Linked DNA regions of Mus musculus: all the other regions are linked to region 1. A link is a contact called in public Hi-C and Micro-C data. All regions are on one chromosome and are shown on one strand. Each heading gives the region's core, a stretch centred on a gene start, on an enhancer-like site or on the middle of the called end of the contact. The rest is flanking DNA. Distances are from core to core; before and after follow the strand shown. Region 1 holds the start of Tfap2a (transcription factor AP-2, alpha). Region 2 holds the start of Atxn1 (ataxin 1). Region 3 holds the start of Foxc1 (forkhead box C1).

Region 1 (3,724 bases), core at 455-2,954:
TCGGGGTTCCAAGAAAGTGAAAAAACCATCAGCTAGAGAAGGGAGCCCAGATCCCTAAGGGGGAAAAACTGCTCTTAAAGAGTCACAGTAGAACCTAGCCCTGCCGGCAAAAGTCACCCTTAGTCTAGAAAACAAAGCTGTCTGGTCCTACATGGGGTTCCTGGGCCCCTCTCGGCGCACCACAGGAGTCCCCAGAGAAGCAGGGATATTGGTAGGGATGCCTGTCACCTGGTGTCCCAGGTTGGGAGTGGAGAGGGATAAAGGGAAAGACGGAGAGGAGAAAGGCGAAAAAACCCAGCATTTTAAAAGAAAAGGGGGAGGGAGCGGGTGACACTTCCCTCACGTAAACCCAGTTTCTAATTTCGAGTGAAGTCAGAATTTTTGCCTCTGCGCGCCCGCGAGCAGACGTTTTAGCCGGAACCCCTAGCTCCAAATGCCGAAAGGGGGGGGGGGGGAAGAAAGAAAGACAGACAGACAGACAGACAGACAGACAGACAGACAGAAAGAAAGAAAGAAAGAAAGAGAGAACAGCGAAAGTCAAGGCTACTACAGATTTGGATAATCACGGGCTTCCCACCCCTCCGTCACACCACTCGCTGATCAGCCCCTTTCAGTGGGGTATGAAAAAAAAAAAACCCACACACACACAACAGGCTGAGGCCATCCCTCCCCCACCCCCCGCACAAGCCGTTGGTTCTTTTTTCATGCCTCCCTGACTGTCCCAAAAGTTATGCTCTGAGGCTCTGGGTTTTAAAATGGGTTCCCAAGGGACGGCCCTCTCTCTGATCCCAGCGGACTATCGGCAACTGGAGACGATCGGCTGTCGCCCCAGGATTTTCAGGGTCCCGCCGCTAAGCACTGGCAGGTAGAAGGGGGATCCCTCCCCCGTCCCCGACTCCCAGAGGCCGGTAACGCACCCACACCCAACCACCACCACGGGGTGTGTCCACCCCGAAGCTCGGCGGGAGAAACTCCTTAGAACTTCAAGGACTATAGCAGCTAAAGAGTGACACCAAGGGCTGACGTGTGGGCTCCCAAGCCGAACGTGCTTTACAGGTCAGGGCGAAGTGTGTGCGCCCTTCTCCAAATGCAAGAAGGGAACGTCTTTAGGGAGAAAGAAAAGAATGAATGAAAAAGGGGGTATTAATGTCAGGGAGGGAGTGAAAGGGGGGACATGGTTTTATTTTCTTCCTGCTACTGTAGGCACCCCCAGGATCTCGCTCAAACACACCAGAGTGCACAGGCACGTGCCCAGTTGCCAGCTTTTTTTTTTTTTTTTTTTTTTTTAAATCCAAGCTCTTCTCTTCCTTCCACTCTCAGGCAGAACCAAAAGTAACCAGGAGAAAAGGGGAAAGAGTGGAACACGAGCTTCGAAAGACAAAAGTGAAAGAACCGAGATCCATGTCCACTATCTCCAGCGTCTCCCCTGTGCTATTCGGGCGACATGGAGGGGTGGGAGCTGCGCGGGTGTTAAGTTTGTCCCACTCGCATTTCGCGTGGAGAGAAGGAGGAGGAGGAGAGGGAGGGTCGATCTCCAAGCCTGTGGCCGCAAGGATGACTGAGTCGGCGCCGCGCTTACCTCGCAGTCTTCGTACTTGATATTATCCGTCAGTTTCCAAAGCATTTTCATGGATCGGCGTGATCGGATTTGCCCCTCTGCGCCTCGCACCCCAGCGGAGCTACTCTCTGGGTTAGCGCAAAGTGCGGGCTGCGGGCGGTGAGCAAAAGAGGAGGAGGGGGGGAGGAGGAGAGGAGGGCGAGGAGGAGGAGAAGGGTAGGAAGGGGGAGGAGGAGGTGGAGGTAGAGGAGGAGGAGGGCCAGGAGAAGGGCGAGGAGGGAGGAGGAGAGAAGGGTTAGAGAGCTCCCGTGTGCGCTCGGAGATCTCCCTCTAATGGTAGAAACTTTTCCCTTTTCCTGCTCCTCGCGAACAGCCTAATCGCCTCATTAGCATATCAACAATAGTCCAATTGCTCGCCAGGACCACAATCTGCCGCCGGCCGCTCCGACCCAGGTATAAAGGCCTCTTCTAGCCGCTAACTTGCTCCTAGAGCACTTGCCTGCATGCCAGCCTGCAAGCCCAACAACTCTTCCTAGAGCTCCAGCACCCTCCCTGTTCGAGCGTCCCCTATCCCCAATTTCATCTCTTTCCCCTTCGCCTGTCTTCGGGTCCTGCTAGCCAAAGATGCTTTGGATAAAGCTCTGTACTACGCAGGGTACCAGCGGCGGCGCCTAGGGACCAACTTTTAGTACCCCACCTCCCACTCTTACTACAACCGCCACTATCTGCCTTTCGTCCCCGTCCGATTTTATTAGAAATCATTATCCCTTTCGCAATGAACCGTAGCCACCAAACCAGGACCAGCAAAGTCACTCCAAGAATTTTGCCCAACTAGAGATCGCCTCCGCTCACGGCTGTTACCCCCTCGGGCTGCAGCGCCCTGGGAGTTTTATTAGCTTTGCGCTCCCCCCTCCCCCCAGGTTGGAGATTCTGCCAGCCGGCTCCGGTGGCTCGGTTGGGGTTTGCGATCTCTTAATTGCTACGTGTAAAATAAAAGTTGTACCCTGAAGAGGTTACTCGACAGATCCGGGGGTTAAATGATTTTCCTCCGGTTTGTATGAAGCTGAATCGGACTGACTATTCATCCGGGCGTTTGGACTGTAAGGTTTCCCAGGTGCAACGTGGACAACAACACAGAATTCGGATGGGGATGCACAACCCCTTCTGGAGTGAGCCAAACCGCAGACCCATGAGCTCCTGCGACTCTCCATGCGGTGTCGTACATGCATCAAAATAAAACATTAGGAACCAACTCTTCCTGTGCAAATCGGCTCCAGTTTTCCCAAGATTCTCCTTTTTAATTAAAGAAGGACGCGACCCTTTATGACTTGATGTTACTAACGCCGGCGTTTTGGCGGCGCAATGGCCGGCTGGTGAAGAACCTGAAGGCAGGAGACACCCCTTCCCCAAGTTGGCCACTCCTGACTCCGCCCAGGGGCTTACTCACTCCACCGGGACCCTTCCTCCCTTACTGCAATTATTCTAAAGTAAGATATTAAAAAAAAAAAAACACTAAAGACTTTAATGTGACACTCTGATATAGAGGGATTTCTCTGGCTGAGTTTTCCCACTAGCACTTTAAAAAATATTTTTATCTGTCTTTGTCCTGCTAATTGTGGATCAACGACAGCAGATCTCCTCAGAGACCTCTGGTTCATCTGATTCTTTTTTCTTTGGTTTTTCTTCCTTCTTTTCTTTCTTCTTTCCTTCCCCCCCCCCCACCCCAAATGTCCAGGCCTCCTCGATTTCCATAGTGAATCCCTCATGGGGAAGAAGACATCGGCAAATCCAAGTGTTTGCTAACAGGTGGAAGAAAAGCAAGAGAAGAGAACACCAGCCTCCACTCAAAACTGTAGAGGTGCAATTCTCCTTCCTGAAGACCCTGTCTAAGCTAGAGTCTCTTCCCCGAAAAGCCAGAGACAAGACCAGAGCTGACAAGTGAATTCAAAGTCTCAAGGCCCTGGGTAACCCCTAGAGATGCCTTTCCACATTTAAGTAGCACTTTGGCTGATAGGTGTAGGAACTTGGCTTCCCACTCTGCCCAGGAAAAAAAAAAAAGGTCAATTTCTAAGTAAAGCTCCGCAAGGTTTTTCCCCCAAGCTCAACTGACCTGTAAAAAGGCTTAAAACCTAGAGCTCAGTCTCTGGGAGGGGCCAGCACCTCCAC
Region 2 (3,978 bases), core at 201-2,700, 5.2 Mb after region 1:
GCACTTACTCCCTCCTCTCCGACCCCGCCTCACCTCTCGCTCCGCCCGTCCGGCCCCTTCCCTGCCCCCTGCGGGACCGGCCTGCGCGCTCGGCTGCAACCACGTAGGAGGCGGCGGCGGTGGCGGCGGCAGCCCTGGCAGTGGCAGTGGCGGCGACTCGGGCCCCGAGTGAACGAGCCGCGGGGCTCCGGGGCACATCCCAATCCCCGCAGCGCCTCCTCCGCCGCCACCTCCTCCTTCCCCTCCTCCCGTCTTCATTCACCCTCTCTGCCGCCGCGCAGCAGAGCAGTCCCGGCGCAGGGCAGCGCCCGCAGCTCCTCCGCTACTGCTGCGGGCGCCGGCAGAGTCGCCGGGCCGGGCTGGGGCGCTCGCGGGCTCCCGGCTCCAGCTCCGGCGGTGGCGGCGGCGTCTGCTGCTGCTGCTCTGGATCAGGAAGCGGCCGCACCAACAGGGCGGCGGTGGCAGCTGCAGCTAGGGCCGGTCTTCTCCCGCTGCGCTGCGATGGCCCGCGCGCCCTTGCCTCCTGAGGCGCCACCTCTCCGCGCCCCTAGCCTCACGCAAAGTCCCCTCTTGGTCCCCTCGTAGCCCCGAGAGGCTGGCCTAGGCGGGGAGACCCCAAGCTCGGGGTTGCCTCTGTCAAGCTAGGCGACCCCGGGCGGGGAAGCCCAGCCCTCCCTCGAGCCCCCGCAGCGCTCACCGCCCCCACCCGGGAGGGGGGACTGGAGAGGAGCGAAGAGGGCAGCGCGACCCTCCGCGGCTGCCGCCTCCCCCTGCGCCACACGGAAGGAGGAGGACCGGGCTCTATCCGCTCGCCGCCGCCGGACCGGCAGCAGCCGAAACGGGGCGCCGCCGTTCTCCCCACCCGCGCCCCCCGCCCGGGCGCGCCCCCTCTCCTGGCGGCCGCCCACCCAGCCCCTATCTGCTGCCCTTGCTAGCCGCTCCTGCTCCCAGAGGGGGTCCCGAGCCGGGAGGCTGGAGCCGGGCACTAGTGTATGTACACACAGTCACACATACACTCGCGCGCGCGCCTGCACACACACACACACACACACACACACACACACCACGACGCGTCGGTTTCCTTCGCTCCTCTTCCAGCTGTTTTCCGTGCAGCCCATTGAGACTGGGGGAGGGGGGGTGTATGCTGGATGTTCTTTGGCCCCTCTCCGGAGAGAGCAGATTGGGGTGCGGGAGGGGGTGATTTTAATCTAAATCGGGGTGGAAGGGGGAGGGGGAGAGAAAGAATCAGAGGAGGAAAAAAAATAGCCACTTACTGTAAAGTGTAAATGGATCTGGGGTTGCGTGGGGAAGGGGTAACAGAGGGAGAGACACAGTGTCCTGCGGCTGCTGTAGCTCTAGCTGCGGCTCCACAGGGCTTGTTTTGGATCCCCCTGCAGTGAAACAGGTCCTGTACGGCTCCTCCACTGTAGTAGAAATGATGTCTGCGGTATACTCTGCTCTCTCCTCCTCCTCCTCCTCCTCCCCCCTCCCCTCCCTCCTCCCTCCGCCCGCCCTCCCTCCCTCGCGCTCTCTCTCGCGCTCGCTCGCTCGCTCCAGTATGTAAATGTGTAATAGAAGCCAAATATGGAGCAGTTGGCTGCCGCCGCCGCAGCTCAAGGATCCGACTTCATGGGGGGGGAGGGGGGGGGGAGGCACCCTCTGGCAGGCGGCCCGGCGAGCCGCACAGAGCACGGCGAGCGCACGGCGCGGCTGCCGGCCCGCGCCCTTAACCCTTCTATGCACCCGGGCTGGAGCGGCGCTCGCTCCAGGGGAGGCCGGGTTGTCTCTCCGCAACTGTGGCTCCGGATCCCCGACACCGACCGGAGGGGACTGTGCCTTCCAGGTTTGAGAAAGGGGCGGGGAAGTTGGGGCGATGAGGTCATTGGAGTGGTGACCGATCGGTGCTCGCGCGCCTCCCCGGCTCCCTGCAACCTAGTTGGAGGGGGACAGGGTGAGTGCAGGGTGCAACTCAGGCAACCTGGGAGACTCGCAGCGACGGGTGTCAGGATTTGGCTCCTACTTGGTAAAATACCCAAGGGGGCGGGGAAGTCGGCTGATTTCTAATTACGAAGTGCCCTTGGTGCCCCCCGGGTGAGCATCTAAAGAGGACTCATTGTATCCTTACTGTTAACCCTCCAACCCGCCAGCCCTGCGTCATCCGAGGCAAGGCCCGCGCCTGCTGCCTTGGCTTGCAACTCGGGAAAGTTCTCAGGCTTCCCCAGCTTGCACTGGCACCCTCACCTTTCCTGCCTGGACAAGCTGGCGACCTCCCGGTCCTCCTTTCAAATTCTGCTGGTCTCGAAATCTGCTGTGGGCATGGAACGCCTCAGCTCTAGCTAGCCCTGGTAACCGACCTCACTCACTCCTCAGGGCTAACTGTGGATCATTCATTTCATCGCAAGCGAGGTAACCTGTGCACTGAGCAGTCAGTCGATGGTGGTTCTCGGGGAAACCAAGCGAAGGAACGCTCCCCCACCCACCTTGTCCCGGTGGCTAAACGCAGACGTGGACTCCCCACCCGGCCCCCTCCGGCTACACCTCAGCCAAGCGTAAGCTCGAGGGAAGAACTCTTCTCTGGAGGCGTTCACCTTGCCAACAGGTGTGGCACCCGAAAGAAGAGCCATCACATCCCCACGAGGGTCGCTCAGTGCCGCGTTCTCTTTGCAGCAGAAAATTCTTGAAGACCAGTAGGTGTCAGGCCAGCATCTGACCTCTTTCAGGTGCTTAGAACTGAGAGTCTGGAAACTCGATCCCTTGGTCTCGCTGGAAGCCACTACTATTTATTGACTCTAAGCCGGATTTGAGAGACCTTTTGGCTCCGTTTACGTATGACCCAACAATTAGTCACTGTCTGAAGCAGCGTACAGAATCACCAAGAGAAACGTGTGCGCGTTTAAACTACTGTATTGTGGAGCCGGCACTTCAGAAGTTAAATTAAAAAAATAATAATAAAATAAAATAAAAGAGATGCAGTGGTGTGTGTGTGTGTGTGTGTGTGTGTGTGTGTGTGTGTGTGTGTGTTTGTGGTGTAGGACACATTATCTATTCTCAGGTTTTGAAATACCGTGCACACATCCACGGTTGCTTAAATAGAACTACAACTGTTCCCTCTCACCGCCCCCCCCCGCCCCCACTCCCTATAAACTGTGTTGTTCACTTGAGGATCCGCGATTATTAGACTTCATATGCTAAAGTGACATTGTTGGTCTCATTACAGCCTCTAGTGGACGGTTAACGTTGAGTTTCCTGTCGGGGCTCTGTCTAGTTTTGTTTTCCCTCCTGAGCTTTATCCAGGTGAAGGTTAACAGTTCAGAGCTTAACTGACTGGTGTCTTTTCGCTCCCTCTTGGTAAAGCTGTCTTTGAAATGGAGCAGACGCTCGCTGGCTGCCTGTGGGAAAGGCGTCTGCTTTGTGCTACAGGTATTGTTCCGGCTGGCCTGTGAAACCGACAAAGCTTCTGTTATTCGCTTCACTTGCAGACAGCTTTCATATAAAAAAAAAAACAAATTTAATCTAAAATATTTTTATAACAGAAAATATTGGTTGCCATGTTTTTGGCATAACTGAGATGTTTTTATTCCAGCTCATAATCTGTAAACTGTCCAATCCACCTCCACTCTATTTTTAGACATCTTATATTTAGAGAATTTTCAAGGGGAAAAAACCTCCTAATATTGTAATTATTACGTTGGTGCAAGCAGTTAATTTGCATTATTTTAACAACCTTAAACATATTAAAACACATAATTCATATTAGACGTAGTCGATTAATTTAAATGTTCCCTGAAGAAAGCTAAATATGTACATTATCCATACAGTAAAAATAATTAATAAGAAATGTGTTGTTTACTTTCCTAACCATTAAGATTAAAGCCATAAACACTCTCTCTCTCTCTCTCTCTCTCTCTCTCTCTCTCTCACACACATACACACACACACACACACACCTACAGCTATTGCTTCCTGCAAGTTCCAACA
Region 3 (3,795 bases), core at 834-3,333, 8.9 Mb before region 1:
TCTTACAGAACCCCGCCCGCTGGAATGTGGAAACCCCACAATCAGAAAACAAACAAGTTGCTAAAAGCTGCGAAGTTGCTAAAAGCTGCGATCATCCTACCACACAGCTGGTTGTGCACACACAGCTTAAGAACCAAATGCCAAGGTGTAGGGGACGATCACTTTCTAATTGTACTCCAGCTAGGGCCAGACCCAGGACTTAAAGCCACAGCGTCAGGAGCTGGTGAGGCCATTGGTGTGCTGGGCTAGAAGGAGACATGAATTTATATTTTAGGACGTGTAGCTTATACTCTCACCACATTCAAGAATCTTTAGGAACAACTGCTGACTCTGGTACTTCTCCCAGTCCAACAGTGTCCTTAGTCTTGCAAACATCTGGGAATAGAGGATCAAGTGAGCCCACATTGTGCTAGACCAGGATGCAAACTGCTTGCTTCCCTTTGAGAGAGAGAGAGAGAGAGAGAGAGAGAGAGAGAGAGAGAGAGAGAGAGAGTGTTGTGTTTGTGTGTGAATTCTAGAAACATGAGTCTTCTTTCCTTGATATAAATGCCCATTTTGAAATTACACACATGTATGTATTATGTATGTATGTGCGTATAAGCATATGTTCAAGCAAAACAGAGCTGTGCCTACTGCATAAATAAGCATCTTTATCTACTAAGGGAGAGGTGGTGGTGATGGTGTGTGTGTGTTAGTGAGGGAAAGAAGGTTCAAGTCGGTAAACCTTTTGACTCCCAGCAAGTCCTAGCGTTAAAGATTACCAGAAATCGGAGGAACCGAGGTGAAAAATATTCACAAACACTTTTTCACAGTGTTTCTCTCAAACCCATCTTCTAGCAAACGACCTGGTGCCCACTCTGTCAGATTTTTTTTTTCTGGACCAGTTGCTGAAATACAGGGTTGTTTTTCAGTCAGAGGGAGGCCTATCCTCTCAGATCCTCCAATACCGCCCCCCCACCCCCATCTCTACCCATCCTGTTCTAGTCACCCAGAGGCTGCAGCCTTGAGGTTTAATCACGGAATATCTAGGATCATTCGGGGCTTATCTCTTCAAAATCTTTAAGCCGCCTTGTAGGTGCAATTCTGAACACTTCCTCCAACTCAGACTCTGTGAGACAGCTGCCCTGGAATGGGTAGAGGCTGAGAGTGGCTGGGGGAAGCCTTAAGTTCTTGGGGATATTTACCTGACTCTGCTTCACCACAACTACTAATGTCACCGAGCTCTTTTGAACTTAACTGCCCCTACGAGCCAAAATGTACTGGTCAGGACAGAGGGGCAACGCATGGTTTGTCGAGGAAACTTCTGGAGTCCTCTTAGCCCGAACTCTCTAGCTCTTTTAAGCCCTGGAACGCCTGTGAACCCCGTGCTCCTCAATGTGGCCTACACATTCCATCAGCTTAACACACGTTTGAAGTTCCAAGTTTCTATCCCCTCCGCTTACTGCTAGCAGGGAGTGGGGCGAGGCACCGAAATACCATCTTCTTCCTCACTGGAACCCCGGCGGCTGTAACAGCCTTGGTAACCTAAAGTCGGACTGGAGAACCTGCCTGTGGAGAGCAAATGTGATGTTGGTGTGACCGGTGATAGCAGGGAGAGGGATATTCGGAAAGGAGAGGACAAGGGATGGGCGGAGGGCTGGAAAGGACGGAGAAACTCCCGGCGCTGGAGACAGCACGGTAGAGTAAGGACTGAGGCAGATCCTGTGTGACTCGAGGGCTCCGTGGAGGCCTGGGAACAGTGGACGCAGGAAGGGTCTCCGGGCCGGTGAGGACTCCGAAAGTCCGCAGACCGGGAGAACCGCAGAGTCTGGGAGTGAGTGGGTGGGTGCGGTGGGAGGACCGAGCGCGGGCTGCGGGCAGGGGCGCGGGCGCCGGGCCCGGGCAGCCGGCGCGCGTGTGGTCAGCCCCGCGGTCCTCCAGCCGCCAGGAGCGGGCCGGCAGAGCTCGGCCGCTGGCTCATTCACAGGCGTCTCTCGCCTCCCATTGGCTGCCGCCTCCGTAGTGGGGCGGGGCTCCCCTGCCCGGAAAAAAATGTAACTGCGTAAAAAAGTCCTCGCCTGGGTGACGGATGCTCAAAAGTTCAGAAGTTTTCCCAATGCTTCCTTAAGCGGCCGGCGCAAGAGACTGAGAAAAGGTGACGCGGGGGCCCGGGAAGGCGGCCGGCGCGCTGCCCCCGCCCCTGGTTATTTGGCCGCCTTAGCCAGCAGCCCCGAGCAGTGTCTCCTGGAAGGCGCAGGCAGTGGCGAGCAGGGCGCCTTATTTTTTTTATTTGTTTTTGTTTTTTTTTTTTTTTAATTTTTTTTTAACTTTTGTCTCTTTTTTTGCCCCGACTGCGCCTGGAAGTTGATCCGAACGTTCCTCCGAGGCGGCTTGCAGCGTCCTGGTCTGGCCCTCTCCGGGTGCAGCGACCCTCCCTCGCCGCCCGCGCGGGAACTGAGTGGGCTGCGAGGCGCCAGGCGAGCGCAGGGAGAGGCCGAGCGGCCCAGGGCGCAAGGAGGCGGCCGCGGCCGGGACAGACGCAGCGCGGAGGGGCCCGCGGTAGCTCGGCGCGGCCCGGACTCGGACTCGGCGGCCGGTGCGGCGCGGCCCGGCCCGAGCGAGGGTGGGGGGCGGCGGGCTGCGCCTGGCGGCGGCGAGCCGGGGCCATGCAGGCGCGCTACTCGGTGTCCAGCCCCAACTCCCTGGGAGTGGTGCCCTACCTCGGCGGCGAGCAGAGCTACTATCGCGCTGCCGCGGCGGCGGCCGGGGGCGGCTACACCGCCATGCCGGCCCCTATGAGCGTGTACTCGCACCCTGCTCACGCCGAGCAGTACCCGGGCAGCATGGCGCGCGCCTACGGGCCTTATACGCCGCAGCCGCAGCCCAAGGACATGGTGAAGCCGCCCTACAGCTACATCGCTCTTATCACCATGGCCATCCAGAATGCCCCGGACAAGAAGATCACTCTGAATGGCATCTACCAGTTCATCATGGACCGCTTCCCCTTCTATCGGGACAATAAGCAGGGCTGGCAGAACAGCATACGGCACAACCTCTCGCTCAACGAGTGCTTCGTCAAGGTGCCCCGCGACGACAAGAAGCCAGGCAAGGGCAGCTACTGGACGCTCGACCCGGACTCCTACAACATGTTCGAGAACGGCAGCTTCCTGCGGCGGCGGCGGCGCTTCAAGAAGAAGGACGCAGTGAAGGACAAGGAGGAGAAGGGCCGGCTGCACCTCCAAGAACCGCCACCGCCGCAGGCCGGCCGCCAGCCCGCGCCCGCGCCCCCGGAGCAGGCCGAGGGCTCCGCTCCCGGGCCACAGCCGCCGCCCGTGCGCATCCAGGACATCAAGACGGAGAACGGTACGTGTCCCTCGCCTCCCCAGCCCCTGTCCCCGGCTGCCGCCCTAGGCAGCGGCAGCGCCGCCACAGTGCCCAAAATCGAGAGCCCCGACAGCAGCAGCAGCAGCTTGTCGAGCGGGAGCAGCCCCCCGGGCAGCCTGCCGTCGGCGCGGCCGCTCAGCCTGGACGCTGCAGAACCCGCGCCGCCGCCACAGCCTGCGCCGCCGCCGCATCACAGCCAGGGCTTCAGCGTGGACAACATCATGACGTCGCTGCGGGGGTCGCCGCAGGGTTCGGCCGCTGAGCTCGGTTCCGGCCTCCTGGCCTCGGCGGCTGCGTCCTCGCGCGCGGGCATCGCGCCCCCGCTGGCGCTGGGTGCCTACTCTCCGGGCCAGAGCTCCCTCTACAGCTCCCCCTGCAGCCAGAGCTCCAGTGCGGGCAGTTCGGGCGGCGGGGGTGGCGGCGGCGGCGGAG

The links. A called contact is a pair of places that touch in the nucleus more often than the background predicts.
Region 2: a contact with region 1 is called in a Micro-C map of embryonic stem cells, with 10 times the contacts expected there. The contact joins the promoter of Atxn1 here to the promoter of Tfap2a in region 1. A contact is called at or near these places in 1 of 39 promoter capture datasets (embryonic stem cells) and 3 of 484 Hi-C or Micro-C datasets (embryonic stem cells and stem cell-derived epiblast-like cells).
Region 3: a Hi-C map of LSK cells shows a contact between it and region 1, with 20 times the contacts expected there. The contact joins the promoter of Foxc1 here to the promoter of Tfap2a in region 1. A contact is called at or near these places in 6 of 484 Hi-C or Micro-C datasets (LSK cells, cardiomyocytes and embryonic stem cells).

What each region holds. Positions count from the first base shown.
Region 1 is chr13:40,732,091-40,735,814 of GRCm38.p6, forward strand. It overlaps Tfap2a (transcription factor AP-2, alpha), which reads right to left and starts at 1,705. Exons shown (of 7, transcript NM_011547.5): 1 at 1,580-1,705. The coding sequence starts at 1,630. Gm26688 (predicted gene, 26688) reads left to right here. Exons shown (of 3, transcript NR_125899.1): 2 at 1,321-1,690; 3 at 1,932-3,072.
Region 2 is chr13:45,963,541-45,967,518 of GRCm38.p6, forward strand. It overlaps Atxn1 (ataxin 1), which reads right to left and starts at 1,451. Exons shown (of 8, transcript NM_009124.6): 1 at 1,275-1,451. It overlaps 5033430I15Rik (RIKEN cDNA 5033430I15 gene), which reads left to right and starts at 1,684. Exons shown (of 2, transcript NR_167678.1): 1 at 1,684-1,843; 2 at 2,371-2,968.
Region 3 is chr13:31,804,563-31,808,357 of GRCm38.p6, forward strand. It overlaps Foxc1 (forkhead box C1), which reads left to right and starts at 2,084. Exons shown (of 1, transcript NM_008592.2): 1 at 2,084-3,795. The coding sequence starts at 2,646.